Linked DNA regions of Sus scrofa: region 2 is linked to region 1. The links are chromatin contacts, called in public HiChIP or PLAC-seq maps. All regions are on one chromosome and are shown on one strand. Each heading gives the region's core, a stretch centred on a gene start, on an enhancer-like site or on the middle of the called end of the contact. The rest is flanking DNA. Distances are from core to core; before and after follow the strand shown. Region 1 holds the start of IGHMBP2 (DNA-binding protein SMUBP-2). Region 2 has its middle 14 kb from the start of CPT1A.

Region 1 (6,041 bases), core at 108-2,607:
CATGAGACACCGAAAGCTGCAAAGTCACTCAGCCCAAACCGATGGAGCCGAGATCCTTCTGAGGCCGACAGGACTGCAAACACTCCTCACCCTCAAGACCAAAAAGCTCTAAAAGGAACCCTGTCCACTCGTGCGGTGCAAGGGTTGAGTTCGAAATCTGGAATCAGCCTGCCTGAACCTCAAATCCTGTCTCTTCCTGTGTTCCCCTGGGCAAATGACTCAACCCCTCTGTCTCAGTCTCCTTCGACAAAAAACGGGAATCACGGGAATCTACCGCGCGGAGTTGACATGAGGTTTCAAGTCCGTCCGGTGCTTTCACAGCCCTCGGTAAAGTTCCAGTCCTACAGAAACAAGCCCAGCTCTCTCACAGCTCCCTCCCTGGCCTGCAGGGCTGCCGGCTCTCCCCACATCTCTTGCAGGAATCTCCTCCCCTGCTTCCACTGTAACCCCTATTTTTCTGCAGGCCATGCTCAGAGACCACCTCCTCCAGGAAGCCGACCCCGAACTAAAGCTCCCCAGGGGCAGCTGTTCTTCCTCCCGCTCTCGATGCGCCCGTCCCCTGCACGCACAGCGCCAGCATGCGTCACGCTGGAAGGGAACTGTTTACGCTCCCATCTGCGCCTTCCGCTCATCCCCCGGCTCCAGGTGACCATACCAACGTCTCCATCTCGCTCTGGGCCTGGCACAGAACAGGCGCCAGCGTTTACAGAGAAGACAATTAAGGACGAGGGCTGAGAACACGCTGGGGAAGAAAGTGGGGAGAGAGGCCGGGCCTCCGAGGCAAAGTTCAGTGAGGGTGTCAGGTGGAGAACAAACGCTTCCTAAGGGTCCCCCAGACGGAACGGGCTGCCCCGGGAGGTGAAGAGGCCTCCACCCCGGAGGCGGCCGAGCCCCTTCGCAGCCGCGGTCGGGGTTCCAGGGATCCAGAGAGCAAATCCCGGCCAGGCCGAGCCTCCGGAGGCTCAGCCCGGGGTCGGAGCGAGGCGGGGATGGGGGAACCTACGGACCGACTCCGAGAAGCCCAGGCCGCGGCTGTACCTGCGCTCCTCGACCTCCGCGCTCCTCTCGAGCTCCAGCAGGTCCAACTGCTTGATCACGAAGCTCTCCACCGCCGCCGAGGCCATGGCGCCGCCCGGCCCGGGCCGAAGCCGACGAGGTACAGCTGTTGCGCGGGGCGGTGCTTCCGGTCGGGCCCGGTGCGTCGACGCACCAGGTTCGAGCCGCTTCCGCTTCCGCTCTCGGCCGAGGCTGCAGAAAGATGGCGGCGGCCGTGGCGGCCTCCGTCCTGCAGGGCACCTTCGGACGGCTGGTGTCTGCTTACAGCCGCAGCGTTCTGAGGACATCCAGGCCCGGGACAGGTGAGACTAGGGTTACAGGATGGCGGGAGGTGGCGGGAAGAGGCGGGACGAGCCCGGCGCCCCGCCGTCCCTCCTCACGTGTGTCTGTGTCCGACCCGATGCTTCTGTGTTGATTGCTTTTTTTGATGCAGTGACCATAGGCGGGCTTTGGAGTCGGGGACATCTGGGTTCAGATCCTGGTTCCTTTAGTTAGTAGCTTAAATACTGACGATAACTGTCCCATTTCCATACAGGCTCTGTTTTGTTGAGGGGAGCAAATTGAGCTCAGAGTGGTCAGGTAACTTACCCAGGGTCACACAGCAAGGGGGTGGCAGGCCGGAACCAGAAAGCTCGGTCCGGGTCCGAAGCCTGTGCTGTAACCATTACCCCCAGGCTGTGAACCACTCTGAACCTCTGTCCTCATCTGGAAAAAGGCGATACAAGCTCTTGCCTAATGGTAACCAATTCAGCACAAGCAACAGCTGAGTTTTAGGCGGTGGGTTGTCATGAAGCTCAAAAAGATAATGTTCATGAGAAACGCTATAGACCTCTGCCGCAGCCACTGCGGAAATGGTTGGAGTGTCTATTTATGTAAGGGAGTGATTAGGTATATTTTTTATCGGATCTATGTGTCTATTTGATAAATAATTGTTCCCATTTTTAGATGTGATAGGATGTTGTTGTTATGTCTTTGTCTTGTTTTATTTTGTTCTTTTTAGGGCCGTACCTGCGGCACATGGAGGTTCCCAGGCTAGGGGTTGAATCCGAGCTGCAGCTGCCGGCCTACACCACAGCCACAGCAACCTCTGATCCAAGCAGTATCTGCGACCTACACCGCAGCTCATGGCAACACCGGATCCTTAACCCTCTGAGTGAGGCCAGGGGTGGAACCGCAACCTCATGGTTCCTAGTCGGATTCGTTTCCACTGAGTCACGATGGGAACTCCAAGATTCAATTTTAAATAGGATGATTGGGGAAGTCCTCTCTACTGAGATGGTGTTTGAATGGAGACCCAAAAGAAATAGGGAATTAGTCTGGGGGATACCCAGGGTGGGGGCGTCCAGGGGAAGAGCAGTCAAGGCAGAGCCCCTTGTGCCTCGCATGTTCCGGGAGGAGCCAGAGCGGCAGGTGTGGTGTGAACCAGAGGGGCTGAGAGAGACAGAGGGGATCGCACTGCCCCCGCCCCACAGTCACCGCAAGGACTTTGGCTTTTTCTCTGAATGAAACAGGACGCTCTTGGAGAGTTTCGCTGAATAGTGGCACGATCTGGCCTCAGCCGTAACAGGATTGCTCTAGCTCCTGTGTGGAGAAGGGTGTTAGTCACGGTCCAGGTGAGAGGTGGTGGTGGCTTGGATCTGTTGAGGAGAGGCAAGCATTTGCTGATGGGTTGGCTGAAGGGTGTGAGAGAGAAGGGCCATAAGTGCCTGAGATTTGGGGCCTGAGCAACCAGAAGGATGCGTGGCCATTATGTGAGGTGGGGAGCGTGTGGGCATGGGGGTGGGATCAGGAGCCTTTGTTACGTTTTGTGGCACCAACTGGACGTGGCACTTGTCCCTCCAAGTCCGGGCAGCAGGTATGACTTGAGAGTCACCAGCATATCGGCGGTAATTGACTAGATGCAGTCACCAGAGGAATGGCCATGAGAAGAGGTGAGGTCCGAGGCCTAAACCGCAGGCAGACACGCCAGGTTAGGGCAGGAGGAGAAAGCAGCCCCAGGGGCCAGGAGTTGGGAACAGCTGCTGATGAGCCAGCTTTGAAAGGTGAATGTTGGATTCTGGCTCAGTGGAGACAAACCCAACTAGTATCCATGAGGAGGCAGGTTCGATCCCTGGCCTCGTTAGTGGGTTAGGAATCCCGCCTTGAGCTTTGGTGTAGGTCACAGATGCAGCTCAGATCTGGCGTTGCTGTGGCCGTGGTGTAGGCCAGTGGTTGCAGCTCCTCTTGGACCCCTGGCCTGGGAACTTCCATATGCCTAGGGTGTGGCCCTAAAAAGCCAAAAAAAAAAAATAATAATAACAATAACTCTTGTGGTATCTAAATTATAGCTCAATTGAAAAAAAAACAACAGGAGTTCCCGTCGTGGCTCAGTGGTTAACGAATCCGACTAGGAACCATGAGGTTGTGGGTTCGATCCCTGGCCTTGCTCAGTGGGTTAAGGATCTGGCGTTGCCATGAGCTGTGGTGTAGGTTGCCGACGCGGCTCGGATCCCGTTGCTGTGGCTCTGGTGTAGGCCCGTGGCTACAGCTCCGATTGGACCCCTAGCCTGGGAATCTCCATATGCCGAGGGAGCAGCCCTAGAAAAGGCAAAAAGACCAAAAAAAAAAAAAAAAAAACAGCAACAATAGTCACTAAGAAATCTGGCCTCTACTTTTTGCCCCTAAGTACTCTGCATTTTATTTCTGAGCCTTTCTCAGCGTACTGTGGGTGCCTTGGGGTTTTAGTTATCTACTGCTGTGCATCAAATTACCCCCAAACCTGGCGGCTTAAGATAACTACCGTGTACTGATCACACCTTCTCTTCCGGTCAGGGTGCAGGGGCCACTCAGCCGGGTGGTTCTGGCTGCAGATCTCTCATTAGATCCAAGTCGGGCTGTCAGCAGGGGCTGCCGAATCGGTGTCCAAGTTCCCTCCCTGGGCTTTTGGCAGGAGGCCTCCCTTCCCCGCCCGGTGGGCCTCTCCAAGGGCTCCTCACAGCCTGGCGGCCCTGCAGCAGAGAAGAGAGGGCGCCCAGGACGCAGTGGCACTCTTCTAAAACTCTCCTTGAAGAGCCAGCCGTCACTTCTGCCACATGCTCTTGGTCACAGAAACCAGCTCCATGGGGGGGTGGTGAGGCTACCAGGAGGTGGGCTCATCAGGGCCACCCCAGAGGCACCAAACAGGGTCTGAGCTTAGTGGGCACCTGGTCACGGAATGCGTTAGCGGGTAGGTGGTTCCATTTTAGGCCTATTTATTTATTTCTTTTGCCTTATCAGGGCCGCACCTGTGGCACATGGAGGTTCCCAGGCTAGGGGTCGAATCGGAGCTGTAGCCGCTGGCCTGCACCATAGCCACACAGGATCTGAGCTGCATCTGTGACCTACACACAGCTCATGGCAATGCCGGATCCTTCCTTAACCCACTGAGTGAGGCCAGGGATCGAACCTGTGTCCTCTCGGGTGCTGGTCAGATTCGCTTCCGCTGCGCCACGACGGGAACTCCATCCCTGGGCCCCTTCAGGTGCTGTGGTGACCGCATCCTGACGCTCCCAGTAATAACCAGTCCCTGGAAGTGATGCTCTCTGCTGTGTCGCCTAGAGGCTTCTGTGGACACATGTCGAGGTGGGGTTTACATCAGGAGCCGGTCCCGGCGGCGCCGGGCAGCCGCGCGGTGAAGGGCCGGCCACGCTTCGTGTTGGTGACCATGTGTGTTTCTCTTGTTCCCTCAGCTCCCCCGTGGTCTGCTCCTCGGAGGCTCAGTTCGCAGCACACGTCGTCTCTTCGCGGGTAATGTCAGATGTGGCCTTCGCGGGCTCTTCCTTCCTCTCTTCTTTATGCCAGAACTTTAACTTTTGAATTTTCAAGAATATTTACAATTTTTTGTTTAATTGTCTGTTTGGTTAATGCCGCACCTGCAGCATGTGGAGGTTCCCAGGCTGGGGGTCGCATTGGAGCTGCAGCTGCCGGCCGACACCACAGCCACAGCCACAGCCACGCCAGATCTGAGCCGCGTCTGCGACCTACACCACAGCTCATGGCACCACCAGATCCTTAACCCACTGAGCAAGGCCAGGGATCGAACCCACATCCTCATGGATACTAGTCAGATTTGTTTCTGCAGAGCCACGATGGGAACTCCTCTTTTAACTTTTTGACAGCATTTTTCTCAGACCCTTGACCTACAGAAATACAGACATAACCTCAAGCGTCAAAGACAGAATCGTTCTGGACCTTGCATAGCTGCGTGTTTTAAGGAAAAGCTTTTAACTCCCAGATGGGGGTGGAGGGAGAATGGATGAATGGCAGAGCCCAGAGGATTTTTAGAGCTGAACTGCTCTGATGGCTGCGTACCGTCATACAAATGCTCAAATCCACAGAACGTACAGCACTAAGAGTGAATTAGGAGGTAAACCATGAACTTTGGGTGATTATGAAATCGAAGATTTCTGCAAGATAGTGTGAGAAAAAAGAATGTATACATGTATGTGTGACTGGGTCACCGTGCTGACAGTAGAAAATTGACAGAACACTGTAAACCAGCTATGATGGAAAAAAATAAAAATCATTATATGTATAAAAAAATAATTTAAAAAATTAAAAAGCATTACTATAGCCAAAAAGAAAAAAGAAATTGCAGACTTCTCTCTGGGAAGGGTGAGTCACAGGAGGGCTGGGTCTCAGGAGGGATTTGTGTCATTTGAAAGAGCACGTTCAGTGCTAAAAATTTTATACGTAGACCTAAAAAAATTAGCATAAGCCACAGAAGGTAAAATTGACAAAATCACGCTCGGGGAGGAACATCCAGGGTCGCAGCCCAGGTCCCTGAGCAGAGTCAGCAACTCTGAGCTTCATTCTCTATCTTGATGGATTCCCCTGAGTCAGTAAATTTCTCATTTAGAGAGCTTAGAAAAGGAGTTCCCACTGTGGCACACTGGGTTCAGAATCTGCTTTAGCAGCTTGGGCTGCTGCAGAGATGCGGGTTTGATCTTGGCCCGCCGAGTGGGTTA
Region 2 (5,708 bases), core at 1,783-4,282, 42 kb after region 1:
CTTACCAAAGCCCCGAAAGGGAGGAATTTTTACCCAGGTATACGAGGAGGAAGCTCAGGAAGCTCACAGGAATCTGCATTCCGTGTTGGCCCTGCGAGCCGCACTGTCCCGATCGTATCAGCTGTCACTCCGGGGATAGGTCTGATTTGGGGCGTGGGCGCTGGAGTCAGACTCGGGCCCAATGTCGGATCCATCTTTTTAGTTGTGTGATCCTGAGCAGGTTCGTGACTCTTTCTCCTGCCCCGGCTAGGATCAGCTATTTATAGGGGTGCCACGACGATTAAATGGGGCAGTGCCTATGGAGGGCGAGCAGGAGCTCTGCACTGGGCTAAGCGCTTTTATGGGCATGGCCCTAATGAGTTGGCCCATTTTTCAGATGAGGAAACTGAGGCTCTCAGGGCGAGAAATCTCCCCCTAGGCCCCACGCTGGCAGAGACGGAGGTGGCGGGCACCCGGGCAAGCCTCAGTTTCCTCACCAGACCCGCTCCCGGGCGCGCCAGGTCCCCTGACGCCCCGCCCCCTGACGCCCCGCCCCGCCCGGTCCAGGTCCCGCCCCTGGCCCTCCTCGCGCGGGGAGTCACCGCCCGCCGGCTCCGCAGCTGCGCGCATCAGCCAATCGGTCGCTGCCGGCGTCGGGTGCACTCGGCCTCGTCTGCAGCCCTCCCGCCCCAGGCGCCCGCTCGCTGCTCGCTCAGTCCGCAGCTGCCGTCGCCGCCGCTGCCGCTGCCGCTTCTGCTGCCGCCGCTGCCGCCGCCGCCGCACCTCCGTCCGTCGACTCGGTAGGGCCGGGCCGAGGGAGGGCGGGCGCCCCGCTTGGGCTGCGGCGGGGCGCAAGGCGGGGGGCGGATGGGGACTACTGGGACCCGGACTGAGGGAGTGGGTAGGGACCGCCGCCTGTGCCGCGACGCGGCCAAGGGACAGGGGTTTCGTAGAGAGCCCGAAACCGGAGCGGGGCGAGATTCCCCATCCCCTGCAGTGGACTGGATCTGGGGGTCCGCTCCGGGGTCGGTCTGCATGAGGGCATGTCCTGCACCGCTGCGGGAGGGATGCTCAACCCTTCGGACTTAGCAGGACGCCTCCGGCCTGGGACATTAGGGCCACCGGCTCCCTTTCCCTTCGCATCTCACCCGCACTTCCCAGGAATGGGTTGATTGGGTCTGGGGGTCCGTGCGGGACCGTGCGGGAGCCGGAGGGATGCGGCAAACGGGAGGGATGCTCAGCCCTCTGGACCTGGTTGGGCGCCGCCAATCCTCTCTTGTTCCTGCTCCATTCACCCCATCCGGGAGGGCCGCCCTGGGGTCTCAGGCGGGTCCCAAGCGGGAGCCGCAGGGACGCTCAGGACTCAGCCGAGCGTCGCCGACCCCCTCTCTGCGCCCGCCCCTGCAGTGCTGCCGTCGGGACACGCCCTTGGCCCTGGGACTCCCCGCGCCCTGCGACCCTCCTCCCTGGATGCTAAGGGGGGGCGCCGGACCTGAGTTCCCACTTGCGAATGCCCTCCACCCCTGCGTGCGGCGCGGAGTCTAGGGCAGGTGGGCGCACGCGGTCTACCCAAGGTCGAGAGGAGCGGGGGAGCTGCCTCGCGGGAGGTGGGAGGGTGTGTGTGGGGGGGGCATCACGTGACTTGGCCAGAGAGCCCGGACGGCGCGGTCAAGGGAGGCTGTGCACCCCGGGCACCAGACCTCTTCTCGGGCTGCCCCTAATCCTAACGCCCTGTGTGAGCCGACAGTCGGTTCCTTTCGTTTTGTTTGGAGAGACCGTGGGTCAGCGTCTTTCTAATGTAAATCGGTGCCTGGCCTTCAGTGAAACGAAGGGAACAAAGATGACCTTACTTTTTGAACTCCCGAGGGTTAAAAATCGCGAGTAATCAGGTTGAGTACAGAACGAACTTAATATTCCCAGCTCGCAACTGCTTTCGGTTCCTCTATACTCCATGTGATATCAAAATAATTGAAGGGCAGATTTGGGTAGGAAACTGGTAACTTTGTAAGTTACCGAATAAAATGAAAATCAGCTTAACCTTTTGAAACGTGTCTATTTTGTGACACCACTTTCTTACACAAGCGTCCGGTTTCTGGTCATCCCACATATTCAAGCATGCTTATGTCCTTCTAAACCACAAACCAAATGAATAAAAGATGGCCGAACTAGGTCTCTTTTTTTTTTTTTCTTTTATGCCAGCAAGCATCACCCTCCTTTCCAAATTATTTAAGGTGACTCGTAGTGAGTGTGGCTTAGTATGAGGACATTGATGCTGAGGATAATGCCTCTTGTGGCAGGGAGGGAGTGTTTAGCTCTAAGTCATCTGGGACGGGCGGGTCAGACAGTAGCTGAATGCAGCATTCACGGATAGAGTTTGGGGTGGTTCGGCCTCTCCGTGCCCAGGGGCTCCTTTTCACATGTCAACGACCGGTTCCCATCCAAAGATGTGTTGCTAGACCTGATCTTGCACATTGAACGCCAACTGAACAGTTGCTGGCATCAGAAAAAGGGCCATCTGAAGGCGTGCACATACTTGGTATCAGAGTGGCAGAAACTGGCGTCATGCACGGGCCAACATAACCTTTCAAGTTTGTACTGAAAACAAGCGGCCAAACCCAGAAATTAAGGGAATAAACCTGGTGTCGCTGCCGCCCTTGGCCCCGGCCCCAGCCCAGTGGTCACCGAGCGGTCATGCCTGGGTCTCCGGGGAGTCCTGGGGCGAAGGCCTGGGCTTACGCAAACCTGGCTGCGCGCGCCCATTCATGGAAACACCGTTAATTTTCCCTTGGGTTTCGCAGCGAGCCCCTTCCGGAGGCGCTCTGGGCTCGCGGGGCGCAATGCGCCGTTTTGGGTGGGGGTCGGCGTCGGGTGCACTAAGCTCAACTGTCCCCAAGGTTGACCACGCAGGGCCCGGCCTTCCCACCGAGAGGCGCTGCATTTCGCCCGCTGCCGCCGGGGTGGCAGCGCTGGCGAGGCGCGCCAGCTCGCTCCGGAAGGTCTCTCTGGGCTTGGCCGGGGAAACAGGATCTGAGCGCCCGGGACGCGCCAAGCCGGGGGCGGGGCTCTCGGTAACCTTTCCCCTACTTTTCTCAGCCGTCACGTGACGCCCGCGGGGGAGGGGAGGGGCGCGCCGACCGCAGTTGCTGGCGCTGCCGGTGCGGACGCGTTCCAGGCGAGCTATTAAAGGCACAGCCTGAGGTCTAAAGGCGGTGGGAAGGTGGGAGGCGGAAACGCGCGCCCGCTCGGCCCCGGGCTGGTTCTGCACTTTGATCCGGTGCATTTTTCCCTTTGTTGGAAAAAATGTTTAGTCACTGTGCATGGTTATTATTGGCAGACCAGACAGTTCTCTTGCTGGTGGAGCCTGCACTTTGAATTCCGGAAAGATTGCTGCTTTTTTTTTTTTTTTTTTTTTTTTTTTGGTCTTTTTAGGGCCGCACCCGCAGTATATGGAGGTTCCCAGGCTAGAGTGTGCAATCGGAGCTGTAGCCGCCGGCCTACACCACATCCACAGCAAGGCCAGATCCGAGGTGTGTGTGTCTGACCTACACCACAGCTCATGGCAATGCCGGATCCTTAACCCGCTGATCGAGGCCGGGGATCCAACCTGTGTCCTCATAGCTGCTGGTCAGATTCGTTTCCGATGAGGCACGACGGGACCTCAGAAAGACTGCTGCTTTTAAGAATAAAATTGTTCAAGCTGGAGATATTTCAAGTGCGTCTCAGAGAGCCTTTCTCGAAGCTTCTACTTTCTTTGAATGGCTTGAGCCGGTCTGAAGCTTTTCCTGCAAGGACTCTTCTGTTTTGAAAACAAGTACTACTACTAGCACACGGGGAAACAGGACTCCAGGGCAGAGCTGGCCACCTCCCTCCAAGCCCTTTCCAGAAGTCTCCGCTATTAAGTTTCTTTGAGGAGGCAGAATAGTCTGGGTTGTACAGGGAATTTTTTTTTTTTTTTTCTAGAAACCTGCTACTTGACCCAAGTCAGGAATATTTTCTGCTTGATTCCTGATGTTCTGTTACCTTTTGTGGCCTTTACCTCTTACCCCAAGCAAATATTAGGAGGTTGACGTCTTGTTCACGCTGCATTCCCAGCAGGCCCTGGGCCAAGGCCAGACTGACCTTTTGGGGTGAGGTGGCTGGGAACCTCAGTTCTGAGAATGACCTTTCCTTTTTGTTATGTGTGGGCTGGTCTCATGTCCAGGAATGTTTGGGGAAGTTAATAATTGAAAGCAGTTGTGCTGCTGAGTGAGCCGTGCCTCTCCGGGGTACAGTAGGGTGATGGCCACCCCCGAGGGTTGGAGAATAGAGCCGTCGCTGCTCAGCTCGCAAAGGGCTGTCGCTGATTGTGGGACACCGAGTTCTCTAGATAGAAAGGAAAGAAATCTTCCATGCCTTGCCCCCCCCCCCATCCCAGGAACCTGAGGGTCTTCCTGGATTCTCTCCAAGCTGCTACTATCCCCCTATGACTTCTGTTTCCTAAATGGCTTTTTTTTTTTTTTTTTTGTCTTTTCTAGGGCTGCTCCCTCGGCGTATGGAGGTTCCCAGGCTAGGGGTCCAATCGGAGCTACAGCTGCCAGCCTGCACCACAGCCACAGCAATGCCAGATCCGAGCCGCGTCTGCAACCTTCACCACAGCTCATGGCAACCTGGATCCTTCACCCATTGAGCAAGGCCAGGGATCGAACCCGCAACCTCATGGTTCCTAGTCGGATTCCTTAACCACTGAGCCGTGACAGGAACTCCCCTAAATGGCTCTTGAACTTGCTTTTCTCCTGGGTGTTGTGAGCTGGAGCAGGCCTTCAGACACTTGTTGAATGCTTGAGCCCCTTTCTGCCCTGAATGGCGGCAGCCTCCCCGTGTGGTGAGGGTCCTTCCGGGGAGGGGAAGTTGTCGTGGGAAGAAAGCGACGGGCAGGTGAAGCCATTGTCTGCCACCTTGTTACTGTGCTCAGGGCCTCCTGGACTTGAGACCCACCAGCCCGTTGAGGGGTCAGGGACCCCCTCCTCCCACCGGTTAGACTGGCTGCCTCTGGGTCTCACGTCTCTTGACCCCCAGCACACACACAGAATTCCGCGTGTTGTGTCGTGATACCCTAATGTGGAATGAGTTCCTTGGGGATGGGCTGTTGAGTTCCTAAGGGGTTAATTGCCTTTCTTTAGAACTAACCCCCATTTAAAAAGCAATACACGCTTGTATTAAAAGCAAACATAAGTTCTCATTGTGGCTCAGCCGTAACAAACCTGACTAGTAACCAACCATGAGGACACGGGCTCCATCCCTGGCCCTGCTCAGTGTGTCTAGGATCCGGTGTTACCATGAGCTGTGGTGTAGGCTGATGGCTACAGCGCCGGTGATTTAAGCCGTAGCCTGGGTACTTCTGTATGCTGCAGGTGTGGCCCTAAAAAGCCAAAAAAAAAAAAAGGCAGGCAGAAAATAAACCTTGCCTTGGAGTTCCCTGGTGGCTCAGCTGGTTAAGGATCTGGCATTGTCACTGCTGTGGGTCTGGTTAATGCTGTGGCGTGGGTTTGATCATTGGCCCAGGAACTTTGGCATGCTGAAGGTGTGGTCAAAAAAAAAAAAAGATCCTTACATCAAAATAACCAAGAAGTTGCCACATACTGTGACTCAGACTTTGCGTTTTGTGAAATAATTCTTCATTTATAAAATTGTACGTGTCACCGATTTTCCCAAGTGTCAGGTTAATTCAGGAAGTTTTGGTTTCTTGCTGT

What was found. HiChIP or PLAC-seq counts read pairs in DNA pulled down with a chosen protein or histone mark.
Region 2: an H3K27ac HiChIP or PLAC-seq map of skeletal muscle shows a contact between it and region 1. The contact joins the enhancer-like site here to the promoter of IGHMBP2 in region 1. A contact is called at or near these places in 8 of 47 Hi-C or Micro-C datasets (embryonic fibroblasts, liver, mesenteric adipose tissue and 2 more) and 1 of 2 datasets of contacts at active chromatin or transcription factors (skeletal muscle).

Annotation. Positions count from the first base shown.
Region 1 is chr2:4,193,342-4,199,382 of Sscrofa11.1, forward strand. IGHMBP2 (DNA-binding protein SMUBP-2) reads right to left here and starts at 1,358. Exons shown (of 19, transcript XM_021082692.1): 1 at 1,039-1,358. The coding sequence starts at 1,343.
Region 2 is chr2:4,234,064-4,239,771 of Sscrofa11.1, forward strand. No RefSeq gene overlaps it. Among named protein-coding and RNA genes, the nearest start is that of CPT1A, 14 kb to the right of the region's middle. Within about 2 kb of position 3,033, at least 71 of the 83 cell types and tissues checked have an H3K27ac peak or open chromatin away from gene starts, as enhancers often do. A contact at or near this core is called in embryonic fibroblasts, liver, mesenteric adipose tissue and 2 more, where this site is marked.